Linked DNA regions of Bicyclus anynana: region 1 is linked to region 2. Evidence: chromatin contacts called from public Hi-C data. All regions are on one chromosome and are shown on one strand. The core of a region is the stretch at or near the end of the contact, and the rest is flanking DNA. Distances in the headings are between cores, read along the strand shown.

The links. Hi-C and Micro-C count contacts between places; a contact is called where the count stands out from the background.
Region 1: a contact with region 2 is called in a Hi-C map of whole body, with 2.1 times the contacts expected there. The contact joins two enhancer-like sites. A contact is called at or near these places in 2 of 2 Hi-C or Micro-C datasets (whole body and whole larva).

The regions. Positions count from the first base shown.
Region 1 is chr4:12,748,527-12,754,259 of ilBicAnyn1.1, reverse strand. The region is part of intron 1 of LOC112050179 (formin-binding protein 1-like); the gene reads left to right. Among protein-coding and RNA genes, the nearest start is that of LOC112050179, 25 kb to the left of the region's middle. Within about 2 kb of position 1,484, at least 6 of the 8 cell types and tissues checked have open chromatin away from gene starts, as enhancers often do.
Region 2 is chr4:12,696,009-12,701,033 of ilBicAnyn1.1, reverse strand. It overlaps LOC112050179 (formin-binding protein 1-like), which reads left to right. Exons shown (of 15, transcript XM_052891505.1): 2 at 3,983-4,098. Among protein-coding and RNA genes, the nearest start is that of LOC112050169, 44 kb to the right of the region's middle. Within about 2 kb of position 2,228, at least 8 of the 8 cell types and tissues checked have open chromatin away from gene starts, as enhancers often do.

The DNA of each region.
Region 1 (5,733 bases), core at 235-2,734, 54 kb before region 2:
CATACGGTAAGGGCGGTTACTCACTGCATCTGATCTGAATCCGTGAAAATATGTTCCGATGAGTCATAGATTTGTATGCATTACCAATCTGACTTCCATCATTTAACTTCTCGTCGTCATTCATGAGAATCATCATCATCGTCATCATCATCATCACATCACAGTCGATACGTACACTGCTGGACCCATGTCCAGCAGTGTACATCCATCGATCGACGTCCAGTCTCTTGCGTGGATTTCCAAACACCAAGGTCTCGAGCCGACAAAATCCAGCGGCTCCCTGCAACCCACTTGATGTCCTCGGACCACCTATTGGGGGCCGACTAATACTGCGCTTTCCGATGCGGGTCGCCATTCCAGTACCTTACCCCAACGTCCATCGGCTCTTCGAGCTATGTGGTCTGCCCTTTACCACTTCAGCTTCGTGAGAATACCTCGTTTTAAATCGAATAACTTGGATTTAAATCAGTGAACGCATTAGTGCGAATATTCGAATTCGGTCCGATCGGGTACAGTGTGTAACCGCCCTAAACTAAAGGTTTACGTTCAAGTTCGAGGTTATTCACTTGTTTAAAACGTTAGCACTCGGTCTGGTTTCGTGTTAATGGTAAGAATTTTTAGTTTCCAATTCATGTTTAAATATAGTTTTCTTTGGAGTTGTTATCTGTTGAATTGGATATTACCCAATACAATACATTTGTAATCCAATCACCCTGTGAAGCCGGATTGTAAAAATATTGTGAGAATACATAATTACAGTTGTACTATTTTTATTGTTGTTATTGCATTAGAAATCTCTATGTTATTAGCAATCTGCCCCAGCTTTATAGCGACATTTGAGTGCAGTAGAAATGAGACTGGTCAGCGTCAGCAGATTAGTAAACATAAAGTGATGGTTTTGTTTAATCATAATCTATACTAATATTATAAAGCTGAAGAGTTTGTTTGATTGAACGCGCTAATCTCAGGAACTACTGGTCCGATTTGAAAAATTATTTCAGTGTTAGATAGCCCATTTATCGATGAAGGCTATAAGGATATATATTTTATCCCCGTATTCCTACGGGATCGGAAATGATCAATTATGATCGTATTTTGTTTTCCACCAGCCAGCCAAACAGATCATGACTGATGTATGGGTTCGAAACTAGTCGGGCATACTCCGACGTTGTATCACGTGAATTTAAGCCGTGTTTCAATAATCAATTAATATAAATAACACTCACGATAGTTTCAATTCTAAAATGGTTAGTTATTGCTGTGTTAAAATAACCGCTTTGTTGATACACATATAATATCGCCCGGTCGCGTAATAATGAGGTCATTAGGAGAATTTTCCGGTTGTAGTTTGGCGAATTAAACGTTTGCTAACATTGTTAGTTATGTGTTTTGTTGACTATCGATGCGTAATTCACAAACCTTCATTGCGGAATTTTTGCAATATCAAGGTCGTTTAGGTAGATAGTTGTTGGATGGGTTTGCCTTGACTATAATCAAGTACCTAATGCGACTGTGGAAGAAGTCTTGTAGTCTAAGTGTATCATATTGTAATGTGCATGTTGTACCTACGAGTAAAGGTCCGTTTATATCTACAGATACAGTGCGTCACAGACATGTAGCGTGGCAGACACCCACAGACTGTCTATTCACAATGCCTAACAGAGGTATCTAGAGATTAAAGCCGGATTTATATTTGTCTGACGTTTCGTGTCGTGATGCATCAGAACAGAGTCGGTATGATACATTTTGTATGCTGCACATCAGAAGTCATCACAACATGTCACAACACATAAGTGTAAACGTTGCCATATAAAATGTATGATACCGATTCTGTTCTGTGTCACTACACGATACGTCAAACAAATATAAATCCGGCTTTAAAGTCCTTTTAATGAAAGATGGCCCCTCAGACGCGGCGCTAATGTCTTATTGGCGCTCATTGTCTTTTTGTATTTGAGGTCTTATTATCATTTGTGTAAGACGTTGTCAATTTTAGTTCAGGTTTTATGAAAAGGACTCTACCGACAGACAAAAAGACAAAATATTCTTTCCGCCCGTGTCTGTCAACTTCCGCGCGGTCATACGATATATATAAATATGTTAATAAAGTAATAAACACGGTATGGAAGAATAAAATCAAAAATCATATATATTTCAAGTAGGCTCAGTTTACAAGCACTTTTGATGCGTCAGTTGACTATTAATGTAAAGAATATACCATCGTTTCGGAAGGCAGGTTCTTTTAAAAAAAAAATCAAATCTATATTATTTTGTCTGCCACGGCACGTGTCTGGCACGCTAAATGTCTGTACATATAGACGGATCTTTAATGTCTCGTGCCTATAAAACTCAAAACGAAGACAGAATAATCTCAATATATTATCTCAATATATATTGGTAAATATTGGTATTTATCGCATAAGGTACACGCTTTTGGTGAAGTTGGATATATCAAGTCCACCGCACATAGGTATGTAGGTGCTTGTACGTTTGAGCCGGCTGAAATGCGAAGGTCGTTTGCATATTTTCAATCAACATAGAATGCCGTTTTAATCTTTTACTAATCGAGTTCGAGTTTATGTACTTATTTGTAAGTCAGTTATGGCTCCACTATTGGCTTGCACGAGTAGGTGGTTTATTTTGCTACTGCATGGTTTTAGTTTTTTTTTCATTCTTTCCAAGTTAGCCCTTGACTAATCTCATCTGATGGTAATGGCTGGTGGGAGACTTCGGCCGTGACTAGATACCACCCTACCGGCAAAGACGTACCGCCAAGCGGTAAAACGTTTCGATACGATGTCGTGTAGAAACGGAAAGGGGTATGGATATTCATCCTCCTCCTAACAAGTTAGCCCGTTTTCATCTCAGATTGCTTACCATCAAGTGAGATTGTAGTCAAGGGCTTACTTGTAAAGATAGAAAAAGGAGTGATGATACAGTCTAAGATGGTAGCGGGCTAAGTTGTTAGGAGAAGGATGAAAATCCACACCCCTTTCGGATTCTACACGACACTCAATTGATTGTTTGCAAAGGATGGTTTGCAAAAACATTTCTATTATTTTAGTGTTTCCACAGATTTCTCAGAAGAAGAGGTTAATTTGATCGTTTTAATTTTTTTTTGGGTAACTTACTTGTCGTATTTTTATTAAAATAAAAATCAGAAGGTACATATTATACGAGTATTTATCATTTTTTTTTTAACCTGACATTTTTACACATTCTCACATTGTGCTATGTTATAACTATGACTGAAGTACAAAGACATTTTCGCAAAAGCAAAGTTAGCGTCAGTATGTGTTGAGGCGCTAGTTAAAAATAATTTACATAATAAGTTAAAATTAGCAATTAGCAACAATAATATACAATAGCTACATGCCATCCTATGAGAATATTATACTATACAGAGGGCCTAGTGGCAGTCTGATACTGTTACTGTCACGTAACGTAAACGCGAATTTCTAAGGAATTGAAACAGCGCCATCTAGTGGCACTACTGCACAACTGTTTCAATTCCATATAAATTTGCGTAAACGTCAACGTGATAGTAACAGTATGAAAATATTGAAAACTCCCACTAGGCACACTGTTTGCAAATATAACGCGGCGTTAATGTAATACGAACAACTTTATCTCGCAGGATCGAGTGATCTGATCGTGAGAAAAATTGTTACGGGCTAGATAAATATCTAAACTTATCAATTCAATATAATATATATAAAGTTTTAATAAAATAGTGTTATCTTATCAGTACCGCCGAATATTTGTTTGTAGAACGCAAAATATTACGTTGTTTACATCTATTTATACCTGAATACGGTTATATTTATATATATAGCGGTTTTATTTTTAGGATAGCTGTGAAGGTATGCCATATACATCCTGTATATGGCATACCTCTAAACAATCGTCTAAAATAACGCAGTATATGTTAGCCGAAATTTTACGGTTTTTAAGTTATATTGATTTTTGTTCAAACCATGTTCATTTAATATAAATTCGAAAGATGTATAAAACATTAGTGCATTATTTTCAAACACTTCGTTACAATTATTGCTATTTTTGTTCCGAAAGCGTTTGATTATGTAAAAATCGTTACTTATTAAAATTTGTTCCTGTCACTTAAACGAGACACCCTGTATACGCTGTATACGTAAGTAATACCAGTGATAGTGGTATATGATCACGTCTATGCTTTAAGTTGTTTTTATGGTAGGCGATGAATAAAATAGCTAAGCACAATATTGAGTGATCTACGGGAGTGTGTAGAACATCAGAGTATCAGCGATGAGAGATCAGAGTATCATCAGAGTACCACATAAACGTAGATAACATCCATAGTTTAGAACTTACTTTAGTTAGCAGTTGCAAGTTTTGCCATCAAACTCGTAAGGGCCTCTCTTAGGACGTTACTCTGTAAGCTTATAAAAGCTTTCTAGAGTAAAATACTTAGCTTCAAGGCCTTTTTAGTGTCTCGTTACTGTTTTGTTGTTGTTGTTTTAATTTGTATTCATACGAGATACGGCTATAAAGATAAATATCTTACTATAATAAGTATGTTATGTTGTCAAACATAACTCTTGTAGCATTTAAGTATTAAGGTCAAGCATTTAACACACATTTGGATGTTGAGAAAATTTTGTTTCGGTAACAATCTCTATGATTGTCATTTATTGTCTAGCGAAAGTATGCGCCTTAATTTGTGGATAGATATAAATCTTTGATACTTATATGTAACCTAAATAACGTTATCAAAAACACTACAAGAAGAAATTAGTTCTCTCTTTCTCTCGAACGTTTATAATATTTGAAACGATATCTCCGAGATCAAGGATCTTACTTTTGGATTTAGATTGATATATTTCTGCTTCAATCCATGTTTCTCGATTGAAGTCATTTGCTTTGAGGTCAGTTGCTTTATTGAGCAGATTTTGGTACTTGTACGACGTACGTAACCTAAATACAGAAATAGAGTCTGATCACATTTTCAATAATCCTGTTTATTCGTACACTTACAAATAGCGACTTCGAACAAGTTCGGATTTATATTAATATCCATTTCATCTACAGTTCATGTTTGTAATTGTTTGCTTTGAATTTGGCGGCTTTATCGAGAAGCATAACTGAATAATACTTGATAGGTACTTGTTAGATACCCTAAGTACTATGATCAAATCGGATAACGTTTTTACAATAGTTACTCTTCAATAATAATTCAAACATACAACAGGCTACCTCATAACACACATTAGGTATATCATTTTGAAAAGAATTACTATTTCATCTATAATTTTATATTTTAGGAAGATTATCTAAGAGATCATTTGCTTTGAGGTCACTGGGCAATAAAAAGCAAGTGGTATCAAGTAGTTAGTCGTTGATTTTGGTACTTGTACTTGTTACATAAATAGAGTCTGATTACATTTTGTATATAGATATCCGTTAATTCTTTCTCTACTACTAGAAATTGCTACTACTTTGTTCAATCTTAGGAAGAATATCTCCGAGATCAAGGACAATGTCTTAAGATTTAGATTACTTAATACATTTCTGCATAGTCCATAATTATTTCTCGATTGCAATCTATGCCAGTTATAGTACGACTACTAATTTCAGTCCAGTCCATAATAACATTTCAGTGACAATTGCACTTGTCATTTTACTAGTAATCTATCCATTGTCTAAGGAAGAACATTTTAGACATCAACGATCATGTCTTGAGAAATACATGATCAC
Region 2 (5,025 bases), core at 979-3,478:
ATCTAAACTATCCCTTAGAAGTAATGAGAAGCGACAGTGCAGTATGCAGGACGTATAATATAGAGTAGTCCGCAATAGGTTAACAATAGTAGGATATTGCCCGATGTCAGCCGTGGTTCAATATCGACCGACACGAACATGGAAATTTTAATAAAAGAGCAATAGAAATGGCGTGTTCCACTCCAAATTAGAAAGACGAATGTCGCAGATGGATACCTTCCATCTGAAGTGTCGAGATAGAGTGAGTGAGTAGGTACCTACTCCAATATAAAAGCAAAAAGTTATAATTTAAACAAAAAGTTGTGGACGGGTCGAACGCCACCAGTTCACTAAAGCCGACCGTACGACGAGCGCCTCATGCAAGCCACAAACGGTCAATAATTCTCACGTTTCTGTAGCATCCACGACTATAATTGACAGTGTGTTGGTCACTGCGTACATGACATTAGTAGTATGCCGCGTGGGTACTGCCGTTTGCTTTTCAGAAACGTGAGAATAGTTGACCGTTTGTGGCTAGCATTATATCGCAAGTCGCTGCATCCCAATCGCTCCCCCTTACTGACTCCCACTTTCACGGAAATAAGTCGCGCCACCTAGCGTAGGCACGAGCCAACATATGATCGAGCGATGTCATATGCGTCTCAGACTACTATTTCACTAATCGAACGTAACGACTTAGTTGAAAATTACAATACAGAGGATTAAGGTATTATGTTTTTCTTGAATTTTAGAGATGTATTTGTCACCTATGCGGCGATAAGATCCCACGTACACGCCATTTCTATTATATTAAGATTCCTATGGTCGCGGCGCACGCAAAGCGTTGGAAATATGGATTGTTATTATAACAATCCATGTTTCGTTGTCCCCTCCCCTGTCCCCGTGGAATATGTAACGAAATGTTTATATATGAACAACGACAACTTCGATTAGTGCAGTCATGTGAAAATGATTTTCATGTTTTGATTAATTTGGTGATGGAATAAGAAATTATTTCGCACTACTTAATTAATATCTGAATCACAGGGGACTATTAGATGAATTTGATAGAAATACTTGTATGTTCTGCAATATACATTTGATTACATACTTACCTATAACAGATCTGATATTTTAAGCATAATAAAAAAACGGTTTTTTTAATACCATGACGATACAAATAATTGCATTAGTAATTTTTAATTAGTAAAAAATTTCGACTTTGTAAAATTTTCAATTATTTTTCTTATATTGAAATTTCAGCAGATTAATTACAGGACATCCTGTATGTTAGCGATATAGCGTATGTTACTCCCTGATAATAATTTAGCTTTCAATTGGTAAAATTCGGCGGTTCCGTAATTTCAAAACCTAGTCGTAACAAACAATACAAAAAAACAATATAATAGCTATTACTTTGCATGTCCTGCGCCTTTCAACTTCAGCTTCAGGTGGTTGATAACCTTAAGTCCAATATTAGGCCTATAATGGTAAGCGTCCACTGATTCGCACCGAACGCGTCTCATCAAACGGATTTATAATTGTAAGGTAGATAAAATCCGTACGATGTGAATCAGTGGACGCACTTCATGCGACGCGAAAATCCGTTTCATGCGACGCGTCCGATGCGTACGATGCGGATTTGTGGACACCTACCATAATAGAGCGACGAGTTATTTAAAAATTGTGACAGGAAAACTGTTTAATTAATAATAACAATTATGTATTATGTTAATAGACATTAATTTCGTAATGGTTATCACGTGGCGGTTTCAGACGAATATTAGCTGTTTTTAGAAAAAAAAACTGCTGTAATAAGGGTCGCCTGCAGACTTATTATCTTTAACGTATGCTAGTTAACATACTAATAAAACCGTCATCCGGTGCTTACTGGTGGATATCTCACAGTAGGTAAATGACATTTTGTCAATTGATTTGATGATTATTTTAATAGGTTGATAATAAAGACCAACATAGTGAATAGACCAGCTGGTCATGTAGAGGTAATAAATAGTGGGCTGCCTATAATGATGATAATATTATTGCATTCTCAGTAAAGATACGCAGGTATATCAATCGAACTGCTTCAGAAAATTGTCCTAATTTAGCTTCCATACTTTCATCCACACATACAGGACAAGTAAAAGCTTGTAATAAAGTTTATGTTTACGTGTCATTGTCCTCAGCAAGCCTGAGTCAAGCACGAGTCAAGGACACACTCGTGTTATAGGAGGCGCTTCGTATGCGTTTTTGCACCTTATCTATACACTGATAACATACTGTGGGGTAGACGGATACTGATATTTTGATGTAGGTATGTATATGTATTTCTGCGCAGTTTATTAAAAATAAATGCAATCTCTTAAAGCAGGAAACGCGTAGGTGGATTTTTTTTTTATTTTGTTTTATAATGGTTTAGGCCCAATCTGCTGGCTTATTCGCTAACGCGGTATCTTTCGGAAAATAAAGTCAAAAGAGTATTTTTGATGATATTCGTGCAATGCAACTTTTTTGAGTTATGTAAAATTGGTATTAGATTATTAGTAGGTAGTAGGTTGCAAAATGAGGTTTATTAAAACACGAGTGTTTTAGTACCATAAAATATTTTTAAAATGCCCTGCACTGTACTCATCAACCTAAGGTAAAGAGATAGCAAACCTTTCGTGGTGAACGTACCATTTCTTATCACAAATATATACTCAAGAGGCACAATTATCCGCCCACTTTAATATACCCGCATCATTTTAAAGAGGGCGTATAATTGTGCCTCTGAGTATAGTTGACTAAGAGAATGAGAAGTAACAAATTAAAAAAAAAATAACGGTTAAGAAAATGTTCATATTCGCCTTGACTATTTTAAGATTTCAGTTTCATTTGCCTTATCATATTGAGCCAACATTTATTGTTTTACCCGACTGAGAGTTCGGGCGTGTCTTTTTGTTTTGTCTGAATAGATCCATATGTGCGGTTTCAATATAAATACATATTATTTAAAATGTATATTGTTTATTATTTTTAACATTACTCATAAGCTTTGTAATAAAAACATTCATTGTGGTGTGTTCAGCAAACGAGATATGAGTTTTGCGTCAGTTCCTGATGACCGCATATCGCGATCCGCATCCTCCAATTTTCGCCGTCATGACCCAGTTGTAATGATGCGTGAGTTTAGGTTCGATTCCCGGACATAAAACATGCGTCTTAATTTTATGGGATATTATTTTGTCTTTTGTGAAGATTTTGATAACCATATTTTGTTAATGCAATGTGGAGTAAGCCAAACTGAACTCTACTATATTATAGTATACCTATACGTTTATACCTACGTATAGAATAAAAACATACCGTCATTATAATTCTAACGTCTGGAACATTTTTATAATTGATTACTATCAAGTTAATTTTCCGTGAGTAGCGTCATCTTCATGATACGCTAATTTTTTTTATTTACGAAAATTCTTGATTCTGGTAGCTAACTGAGTTACCAGGTAATGAAAGCGTGTCGGAAAGAGATAATGTACAACACAATTTGTAGGACATTGTTGCTGTTAAGTTGTATAATTATTAATTAAGCAACAGTAAAAAAATAGCTGACTATTAATTAGAAGTAGGCGGAAGATCAATATGAATACAGAATAATTGATTTCTTTTGCTATTTTTGGGAAATACCGCCAGATCAAAGTGGTCATAATAAACAAAATAAATGAACAAAAAAGATTTCCTTGATTGATTGACGTGTCACATAATATTCAAATTAAAGTTAAAAATACCACAATCACAGGTTTTTTTTTTAAATATTATAATTATGCATTACAATTTTTTTAGATTGTTGATGGATTATTTTATATTTATTTAATTTTTTGTAATGTTTATTTTTTGACTGCATGTAGCAGTGAAAGCTTTCTTCAATTGCAGCAATTATACCCTGTCTCTGGCCGTTCATTGCCATGTTTTTCTTTAGTTACAATAACAATGTAATAATATAACTTTTCTCTTGTTACAGGATCAATATGATAACTTAGCCGCCCATACACACAAAGGAATTGAATTCTTAGACAAATATGGAAACTACGTGAAGGACAGATGCGCGATAGAATTAGAATATGCAGGGAAACTCAGGTAATTTAACCATTTGCCTTGATCTTGATCTTTTACTGCAACGTAAAATTACTGTAGTTGCATTATTTCTTAATAACTACTTGTATTTTTCGATGTCTATAAATAAGTAGAGAACATCGTACCAATAGAATGAGAGTTTGTTTGTTAGTTAACGACTACGCCTCCAGTGAAAAGCTATATTATCAGCAAGTAATACAAGTTATATTTTATCCCCGTGTTCCCACGAGAACGGGAACTACGGGAGTGAAACCGCGGGAGTCAGCTAATCACACTAATGATAATTATTATACATATAGGCGAAAGTTTGTGTGTGTGTGTTAGTTCCTCCTTTACGATGCGGCTACTGCGAAGCGATTTGGCTGAAATTTGGGGTAGAAATAGATTTTACTTTTGATCAACACATGGACTACTTTTCATCCCGGATAAATCCATGGTTCCCACGGGATTTGTGAAAAACAGAATTTCTTACGAACGGTACATATTAAAAATGACATATCCATTTCACATATCCATATTACATAATAGTATATAACATAATGTAATATAGTGTTATGTAAAAATAAAAGGATATACATATATGAATAAATTAAATAGGATGCCATCTAAACCTGTCTCGCTAGTTTCTTATGCTAATCTGTAGAATGTTCACTTTCACTATACCATTTTGAATACATATTAGCTGATATATTATTCTTGGTTTCTATAATAACTATAATTATTATAAACTAATTATTATAGAATAGAATAGAATAGAATATCTTTATTTGTCCACACACAAATAAAATAAACAAACAGAACATACTAAAATCTGGCCGTGGACAAAAAGGTATCCACCTCAGCACGAGGATAGGATATTTTATAGGATATTCAAATTTTACATATTCACGGTACATCCCTGTATTTGGGTCACAAAAATTGATAAGTATA